2 separate regions of the Oncorhynchus mykiss genome follow, and region 2 is linked to region 1. A link is a contact called in public Hi-C data. All regions are on one chromosome and are shown on one strand. The core of a region is the stretch at or near the end of the contact, and the rest is flanking DNA. Distances in the headings are between cores, read along the strand shown.

The links. Hi-C and Micro-C count contacts between places; a contact is called where the count stands out from the background.
Region 2: a Hi-C map of liver shows a contact between it and region 1, with 2.1 times the contacts expected there. The contact joins the promoter of LOC110488540 here to the promoter of LOC110488494 in region 1. A contact is called at or near these places in 2 of 3 Hi-C or Micro-C datasets (blood and liver).

The regions. Positions count from the first base shown.
Region 1 is chr14:699,765-704,233 of USDA_OmykA_1.1, reverse strand. LOC110488494 (E3 ubiquitin-protein transferase MAEA) reads left to right here and starts at 2,222. Exons shown (of 10, transcript XM_036942660.1): 1 at 2,222-2,375; 2 at 2,572-2,686; 3 at 3,800-3,982; 4 at 4,299-4,469. The coding sequence starts at 2,618.
Region 2 is chr14:857,174-861,642 of USDA_OmykA_1.1, reverse strand. LOC110488540 (E3 ubiquitin-protein ligase RNF4) reads left to right here and starts at 2,625. Exons shown (of 8, transcript XM_021560772.2): 1 at 2,625-2,813; 2 at 3,604-3,723; 3 at 3,843-3,993; 4 at 4,073-4,152; 5 at 4,308-4,320; 6 at 4,461-4,469. The coding sequence starts at 3,712.

The DNA.
Region 1 (4,469 bases), core at 973-3,472:
TAGTTAGGTATTTAGTAAATAAATAATTAAACCCAATTTTGTATTGCTGATTCAACTTGTTAGCCGGGGTTCGTGAAGACAACCAAGAATGTACAACTTTTGATGTTATTGATGTAAAATACTACTAGATCTTTAGAGTTTATTTGGAAGATAACAGCTCTATAAATATTATTTTGTGGTGCCCCGACTCTCTAGTTAATTACATTTACATGATTAGCTCAATCAGGTAATATTAATTACGGGGAAAGGATTTTATAGAATAGCATGTCATATCACTTAATCCGGCATAGCCAAAGACACGACATATTGATGCAAACTGGTAAGGGCCCAAAAATGTGACACTTCATTTTTTTTTTTGCACTGAAACATGCAAAAACCCTGCTAGGGAGAAATGCAGGTTTTAACTAATTAAACAACAAAGAATACGATCGACATGATCAGTCTCTGTGTTTAAAATAAAAAGTGGTTAATGTGAACCTAACTCACAGCTAAAAAATTTAAAGAATGCAATCTGATGTTATTTGTTGCCTAGACTTCACTGTAAATTACACTCAAGTCTTGAGAAAAAAAACAATACACTAATATTACAGTTAGGCATGACAGCCTTTATAATAGAAGGCTTGTGACCACACACATAACTATTGCACTTGGGGCAAAAAATCATCCTAAAGTATAAATAGAATGAAACAAACAGACATTCTATTTTTGCTCTATTATAGTGGCCACTATAGACATCAATCAAATGCACAAGGCTGCATGTGTCTAAAATAACATTTTCTAAGTCAAAAATCAAATTCAACACAACAAAACAATATCTTTGGGATACACTGCACATTATTACATTGTACACTTTCTGCCTGTGGACATCTGTTATACAATGTGCCAGCAAAAGTGAGAAAGAGGGAAAGTGTGTGGTGTTCCTTTCACCTCTATAGTGGCATCCAGCTTAATGTGTTAATGGCGGTCGATGGTAAAATGTGTAGCATGAAAACAACTGTGTTAGCAGTGAGCTTATGTGACCATTACATCGGTGCATGCTAGCTAACACACTTATATACAGCAATCATATACCAAAGCACATACCAGAAAGCCGCTCAATCCCTAACAGGTGCCATATGCCCACACATGTATAAATCAGCTATGTAAAGCAAATTTGTACACATTGTAAAATAGAAAATAGTTTTCAGAACGTGACCTAACCCTTGCATCACATTTTCATACTGGGGAGACCTGACATTCGCAATCTCCCCCTATCTGCAAGCGGGGCCAATAACAACACGCCTTATTGTCATCGGAATTGAACCAACCAATAAGAATGCTTGAACATTAAATACACCTTTCTTTAGAGGCAAGTGGAAACATAACCAACCCTGTTAAACATGCATGCTCTGCACTTTATTTGGCTAGTAGGCAAATAGGCCTCTACATTAGGGTATAATGACTCTATGGCTGCATTCCTCCAGAAGGGCTGAGGGGTGCTGCATGGAGATCACAAGCTCTTCAACTGAGGCTCCTGAGTGGCACCATGGTCTAAGGCACTGCATATCAGTGCAGTCCCTGGTTCAAATCCAGGCTGCATCATATCTTGCCGTGATAGGGAGTCCCATAGGGCGGTACACAATTGGCCCAGCATTACCAGGGTATGCTATCATTGTAAATAAGAATATGTTCTTAACTGACTTGTCTACTTAAATAAAGGTCAAATAGAAATAGGCTTATGCCAGACTTGGCCTATGTTTAACCCCTCCCTTGTTCCCCTCCCAAAGTCCATATGTTCATGAACCGATTCATATAAACTATTTTAAATTCTTATTAACCCCTCCTTCAGAATATGCTTTGACAAGATTTTGAGTTATTAAATACATTTTAAAAAATGAGTGGCTAAGACTGCAGTGAAAATACGTAATTCATAGATTCATCTATTTATATTATTCTGTTTCATTATTACTGGTAGATACTACTGGTTATGATTGCAGACAAATCGTAGAGAATGGGATGGTGCAATATTGATAGTCATGTTTTGATAAGGTGCATGCATGGGGATGTACACATCACCCAGACATATGCCCATGCTATAGTGATACATCTAAATGACTGAAACGTCACTGTTTTAGGCATAATACAGCCTAGTGCTATCTAGACTTAAACTGGCAAACAAATCCATTACACGATCTACCTAAATGTGAAGTAAACTCAACTGACGAGTAATAGAGAATGGAGACTTTTAACTTGAAAACGTCCAAGATATCTCTTTCCGGTTTCCCTGGCTTCCGTTTTTTATGCTGCGTTATGCTTGTTTGCATAGCACTCCTCACAAGCTGTTTTGGTGTACGTTTTTTTGTATTGTTGAGATGAAACTGCCAAAACTCTGAAAGGTATTTTTGTAGGTCAGAATTGCAAGACAAGATTTGTTCAAGTCCAAAATGTTAGTCCATAATCGTAACATGGTGTTTGTATGTTCAGATGAAATTTCACGTTTACGTTCCATGCATGGCTTTTCTTACAATCTTAATAATTTACGTGTGGATTTTCTTACGATCCTAACGTATCGTGCGTTCAACCTTTTGGCAGCTATCTGGCTCAATGAAAAAGTATCTGGAGAAATTCACAAACGAAGATGGCGGTGCAAGAGACAGCTGCCCAACTCTCCATGGCTCTGAAGGTTCAAGAATATCCCACTTTGAAGGTTTGAAATTGCTTATTTGAACGAATATCGAGACGAACCGATTATGATGCAGGCACAAGCCTCAGATTTGTCAAACTAGGCACTAATTTCGATTATTTGGATGACTAGCTAACGTTAGCTAGCGACGCCTGGGGGCAAGTTTGTTAAACAACGGCTGATGTCAGATGGTGAAGATTAATGCGAACAGATTTGATGGTGTGGTCAGATACACCACATCAAGCTATTAGTTGATAACCTCCAATCGTCTCGATAATTGACTATTTACTAACTTTGTTATCTAAACAGATAATTTCGTAGGCATTACTTTTGCTAGCCAGCCAGTTTAATCAGCTATGTTGATACCTAGCTAGGCTAACTAGCAAACTTTAACTAACGTTCGCTGGTTCTCCGTCGATATTCTTCTGTGGCGTGGGAAGCCACCTATTCATAGCTAACTATTTTCTAGTTTACATTTATTTAACTACGTTAGTTAGATAACTAGCTAATAGAGACATGTAACGTTAGCTATTCACGTTTGTTTCCAAATTCACCATCGCTTGTGAAATCAACATGGCATGAAGAGTCGTCACCAGCTGCGAGGTAGTTAGCTCTCTAGTAAATCCAAAGCAACATGATGCATACTAGTCAGTTGATCGTTTGGAGCTGTATAATTATGCTCTGTACGTGACTAGTAGCTATAGCAAAATTGCGCTAGCTAGATAGCGCTTTTTCCCTATCGAGCTATGTCCTCAAGGTACTCCTCAATATGGCTGAGAAGATTCAGTCTGCAGCCATATCACACTGCGACACTGTTGGTCTGTGGCTGCTGCCATATACGGCTAATGTTTTGCTTTGTTAGTGGCCATTTTACCAGAATAGTTATTTAATTCATTAAGGGTTGCAAGAGTAGTTGTATGCCATTTTAGTAGTTATGTTAGCATAATTAGACGGTTATGTAAGATTGCTGTTCTGTGTTGATGCCTTAGTGATTGGTTGGAAAGTGTCATATATTGGTGGATATGTTCTCAACAAGTTATGTGTCAAATAATTGGAAACTTCAGCCAAAGAATGATTATTAGATAGTCAGAATGTACTACTGAAGCCTCTTAGGTCTTGCATTGTTAATTTGTACAGGTACCATATGAAACTCTGAACAAGCGCTTCAGAGCTGCACAGAAGAACATTGACCGGGAGACGAGTCACGTAACCATGGTGGTGGCAGAGCTGGAGAAGACCCTCAGCAGTTTCCCAGTGGTGGATTCTGTGGTGTCCCTTCTGGATGGGGTGGTGGAGAAGCTCAGTGCCCTGAAGAGAAAGGTAGGTTCACCCAGTTGTTCTCAGAACAATTAGCATTGGAATATTGCTGTGCATTTTTTTAAATGGTATTCCTCCTCCAACCCCAGATAGCTTAGCTACTGCTATTTCAGGGAGAATTTCTGAAAATAAGCCACCTTTACATGTTTTCAAATCCAAACACTTGTCAAATATTGTATTTTTATTGAGCGATTTCCAAGACAGAACAATGATTCATCATCATGAAACTTAGTAGAAAAATATAGCAGTAAAATACAATACAAAGAGAGAGTGCATGTTGTTGTAAGTATACAAAATCTAAATGGTGGATGTTGTGTAGGCTGCTGAGTCCATCCAGGCTGAGGATGAGAGTGCTAAGCTGTGTAAGCGGAGGATTGAACACCTGAAGGAACACAGCAGCGACCAACCAGCAGGCGTCAACGTCTGGAAGAAGAAACGAATGGACCGCATGATGGTAGAACACTTGCTGCGGTGTGGCTATTACAACACA
Region 2 (4,469 bases), core at 1,376-3,875, 160 kb before region 1:
GGGAGACATGAAACAGGTCTGTGTGATGAGTGTTTAGTGGGGAGAAAATGGTGGAGCATGTGTTGATATTTTGTGAACTGTATGAGAGGGAGAGATTGTGTGTAGGGGTTGGGGTTTGGGTGGTGTAGTGGGAAGTGGTGTCTAGGGCTCTATTTCACTTTCTTGGAGGAACAGGACTAGTGAAGATAATTTAATTTAGGTAGGCCGTGACTGGCCTCACACCCCACAGTAGGTGGAGGTGTACGCACCTTAAAAGTTGGCTGTGATCTGCCAACCCAATCCCAAAGGACAGAAGAAGCTGTGCTTCAACAAGTGATTGAGAAGGTATGCTGCTAACTTCCCTTAGTTTTAAAACTATATTATTTATCAGTTGATACATCTATGACCAGTCCCTCAAACAAAATGTTGAATGGATGGCAGAAGTGGATGCTGAGTTCGAATCAAGCAGCGCATCAAGCAAAGTTGGTGACAACAAATGTTCAGAGCGAAATTGATGGCGGAAGTGGATGCTGAGTTCGAATCAAGCAGCATGTCGAGCAAAGTTGGTGAAGACTAATGTTCTGAGTAGACAACAGTAGTAGCGAAAACTGGAACAAAAAGGAAATTGTTTAAAATTGGAGTGGAGGATACGTGTATATAATAATGTATAATAATAATAATAATAATAATGTATATAATAATGAATAATAATGATAATGAATCGCTTCTTCTTGGGATGTGTTTGTTGAGTAAGGATGCATATGTGGGAAACCCGTTTTAGGTGTCAAAAATTGTGAAGTATGTGCTTGGAAATGTAGAGTCTGTCAGAGGGACCAGGAGTGGTCTTATTTTGATTTAATTGTACATCTGAAGAACAGAGGAAGATTGCAGTGAGCCTCAAAAGAATCCGGACAACAGAAGTTTTGTGTTTTGACTTCGTAGTAGAGCACCCGTCAAAGGAGTCATCTCGGGGGTGACAATGGATGTTCAGGTTGATTACCTGGTGAAAATTCCTGGTGTGGCTGGTGCCTGGCATCTGACCCACTGGGTGAATAGAGAAAGGTAAGAAAGTCTGTTGGTCAATCAAATCTCCTATGCGGAGGAAATGAAAATGATTGAGAAAGCAAGTGATTCTAGTGAAGAGATTGAAGTTGCACGCCCAATTTTTCAGTTTTTGATTTGTTAAAAAAGTTTGAAATATCCAATAAATGTCGTTCCACTTCATGATTGTGTCCCACTTGTTGTTGATTCTTCACAAAAAAATACAGTTTTATATCTTTATGTTTGAAGCCTGAAATGTGGCAAAAGGTCGCAAAGTTCAAGGGGGCCGAATATTTTCGCAAGGCACTGTATATGTTTCTGCTGGTCAGAGGGAGCAAGCACTCCATGTTAAACGAATGGGGGCAAGAGATGTGAATTGTTTTGCTCTCAAGAAAAGGGTGCCATTGAAAGAAGTGAATACTGGGGTAACGGTAAATGTGAAAGCTGACCAACTGAAGGGGAAGATTCCCGGTGTTTGTGATGCTCGTCGTTTGGTGTGACGCAAATAGGGTGGCGTGATTGGAGAAACATGGTTGTTGTCTGTTTTTTAAAAGTTTTGATGTTGTCTTTGCCTGACAAAGTGAAGTTAGGATATATAAGTTATCCTGTACAAGCTTTAATGCCAACTACATTACGTTGTTACAGGTGTCAAGCTTATGGGCATGGGGCAGCAGTGTGTAGGAGGGAGCCTCCTAGGTGTGCAGAAGAGCATGAGACAAAGGAATGTGTAGCATTGGGGAAAGTAGTGGTTTGTGTTAATTGTAGGGGGCTGGGGATCAGAAATGTCCTGTATGAGAGGCAGGTTGAGGTTTCCAGGGTTAGAGTAGTGCAGAAGTTGTCATATGCTGAGGCAGTGAAGAAAGTAGAAGAAGATGGGCCAAGGGGAGGGATCGTAAGAGGAGTGGTGAGAGTAGTTGATCTGTAACAGTACATAGGGATCCACCAACAAGGTATATATGTTTCAGTATGATTTCATTTTTGGCATTTATATTAATGGTTATCAACTGTACAGCAGGGATGGAATGTAAGTTGCAGAAAATAGAGGTTGTGGTGGCAGCTGTAGAGAGGTATTTGGGTGTGCGAGACTTGAAATCAGAAGAGTTACAGGGTGTGTTTGTTACGGTTTTCTTGCGGTGAAGGAGAGTCGGACCAAAATGCAGCGTGGTATTCTTGATACATGTTTAATGACGATGAAAAAACAAACAATACAAAAACCCGTTACCGCAAAAACCTATACAGCCTATCTGATGCAAAACCGAGACAGGAACAATCACCCACGAAACACTCAAAGAATATGGCTGCCTAAATATGGTTCCCAATCAGAGACAACAATAAACACCTGCCTCTGATTGAGAACCACTCCAGACAGCCATAGACTATGCTAGCAAACCCCACTAAGCCACAATCCCAAACCCTACGGAAAAACCCCAAGACAAAACACACCACATAATAAACCCATGTCACACCCTGGCCTAACCAAAATAATAAAGAAAACAGAATACTAAGACCAGGGCGTGACAGTGTTAATGTGGTGGTGTCCCATCCTTCCAGGCTGTTGGCCTGAAGTAGGACTAAATACATTTTAATAGTGGAGTATGGTATTTATTTTTTTGTGAGTGTAATGTTAGATGGTAGGGTATTTGTTGTATTTTCTTTTTTGTAGAAAAAAAAAATGAAGCAAAGTATTAGGGAGTTATACTCCAGACTAGTAGGTGGCAGTAATGCAACATTTATTGGATGCCAACGGCCTTTAAATCTCATCAAGAAGGACCATAGACGAAGTGATTGAGGAGGTAGGCTGCTGTTAACCACCCTTAGTTTTAAAACTAGATTATTTATCAGTTTATTCATCTATCACCAGTCCCTTATACAAATGTTAAATTGTGGTGTTGATGTTATGTAAAAGTAAAGCTGATCCCGTTTGTAAAACCAGGAGCTAGAGCTTGCGTAGAGCGTGTTAGCATTGCTAGCTAAATTAGCTACCTTTGTTGGTTGCTAGCTAGCTAGTTGTCTTTGCTTTGTTAGCTAACTAGCTCAAATGCTAATTCTAGCTAGCTCATGTTTTGATTCGCCATTGCGTTTATTAATTGTATTGCCAGATACATTAGCTACTTGGTTAGGTACATGTCATGCTTAATACACCGTGTTAATTTCAATTTTGTCGTGATAAACCAACGCCTGGTGAGCTTCCCAGCTCAGACCCAGCTAATATTAGCTAACTTACGATATTGTAGCTGACAAGCAGTTTTGTGATTACAGCAGCTAAACGTCAGCAGCTAAACGTTAGCTAAATACATTCCCCCCCCCCCTCCCCCCCGTTACGTTAAGCAGATGAACACAGAAAGAGAGGGGTTGCAGATTTGATCGATTTTACAAGCTAATATGTTACAAGTTGTCAACAACATTATGCTTTGACTGTGGTTAGGGAGTGCATCTCAGAATACTGTAAACGATAGACTATGGTTTGTGTTCTTCAGCTGCTGTGTTGTGTTCATAAAGGTTAGTTATGGCCAATGGTTTGTTGTTTATCAGATGTGTGAAGGCTTTTTATGTAACTTAATTGGTTTATTTTTCTCTCACCAGATTATTTTTAAATTGGTCCAAGAACTTCGCAATCAGAGTTGGAACGGATGTAGATTTTTCGTAACATTTGACCATTTTTGATTTCACCCACACCTTCCCTATCACAACATGAGCAGTACAGTAAGTCCTCACATGTGCACCCAGGGCCACGTGATAACCCTCCAACACCTTCAGTTTAATTTTCACAGACATTTAGCAAAGGTGTCTGGTTTCTAAGAAGCAGTGCTTTGTTGTCACAGACACAGAGGAAAAGAAGGACTGGAGTCCCTTCAAGTTCCAGACGCACGGCCAAGAGTATCAGAGTCACCACAACCAGTGTGCGACCTCGTGCTGCAGCATCAGCAGCAGTCCCAGAGACCATTGATGTGCTGGACAGCAGCAGGACTGAGAGTGGGTAGCAATGGCTTTATGCTTTTCTCTGTCATTTTGGTTGATTATGGAAATTCTAACCCATCTATTGGCTGTGCAGGTGAGGAGGAGGTGGTGGACTTGACATGTGAAGGTTCTGAGTTGACTGTGGTTGACTTGACCAACAATGATTCTGTGGTGGTGAGTTTGTGAGCTTTCTTTATGCAAATAATGATGTATACAAATAACTGTTTTGAATGTATTTAAGATTATGCTTTTATCACTGTTGTAAAGACTGAAATGTTGACATATTTGTTTCTTTTCCACCACTGCGTGATTGCAAATTGGGAAACCAGGTTGTCGATGAAGGTAAGTCATTGCTTTTCCTCAATCGCAACAATTATATTTAGATTCAAATATGTTTTGGTCCTCTAATAAAGCAAGCATTTATTACTATGTCAAGCATGTATTTTTCTGTGAGTTTGTCTATCTGCTTGTGTCTATCTCAGGGCCTCATG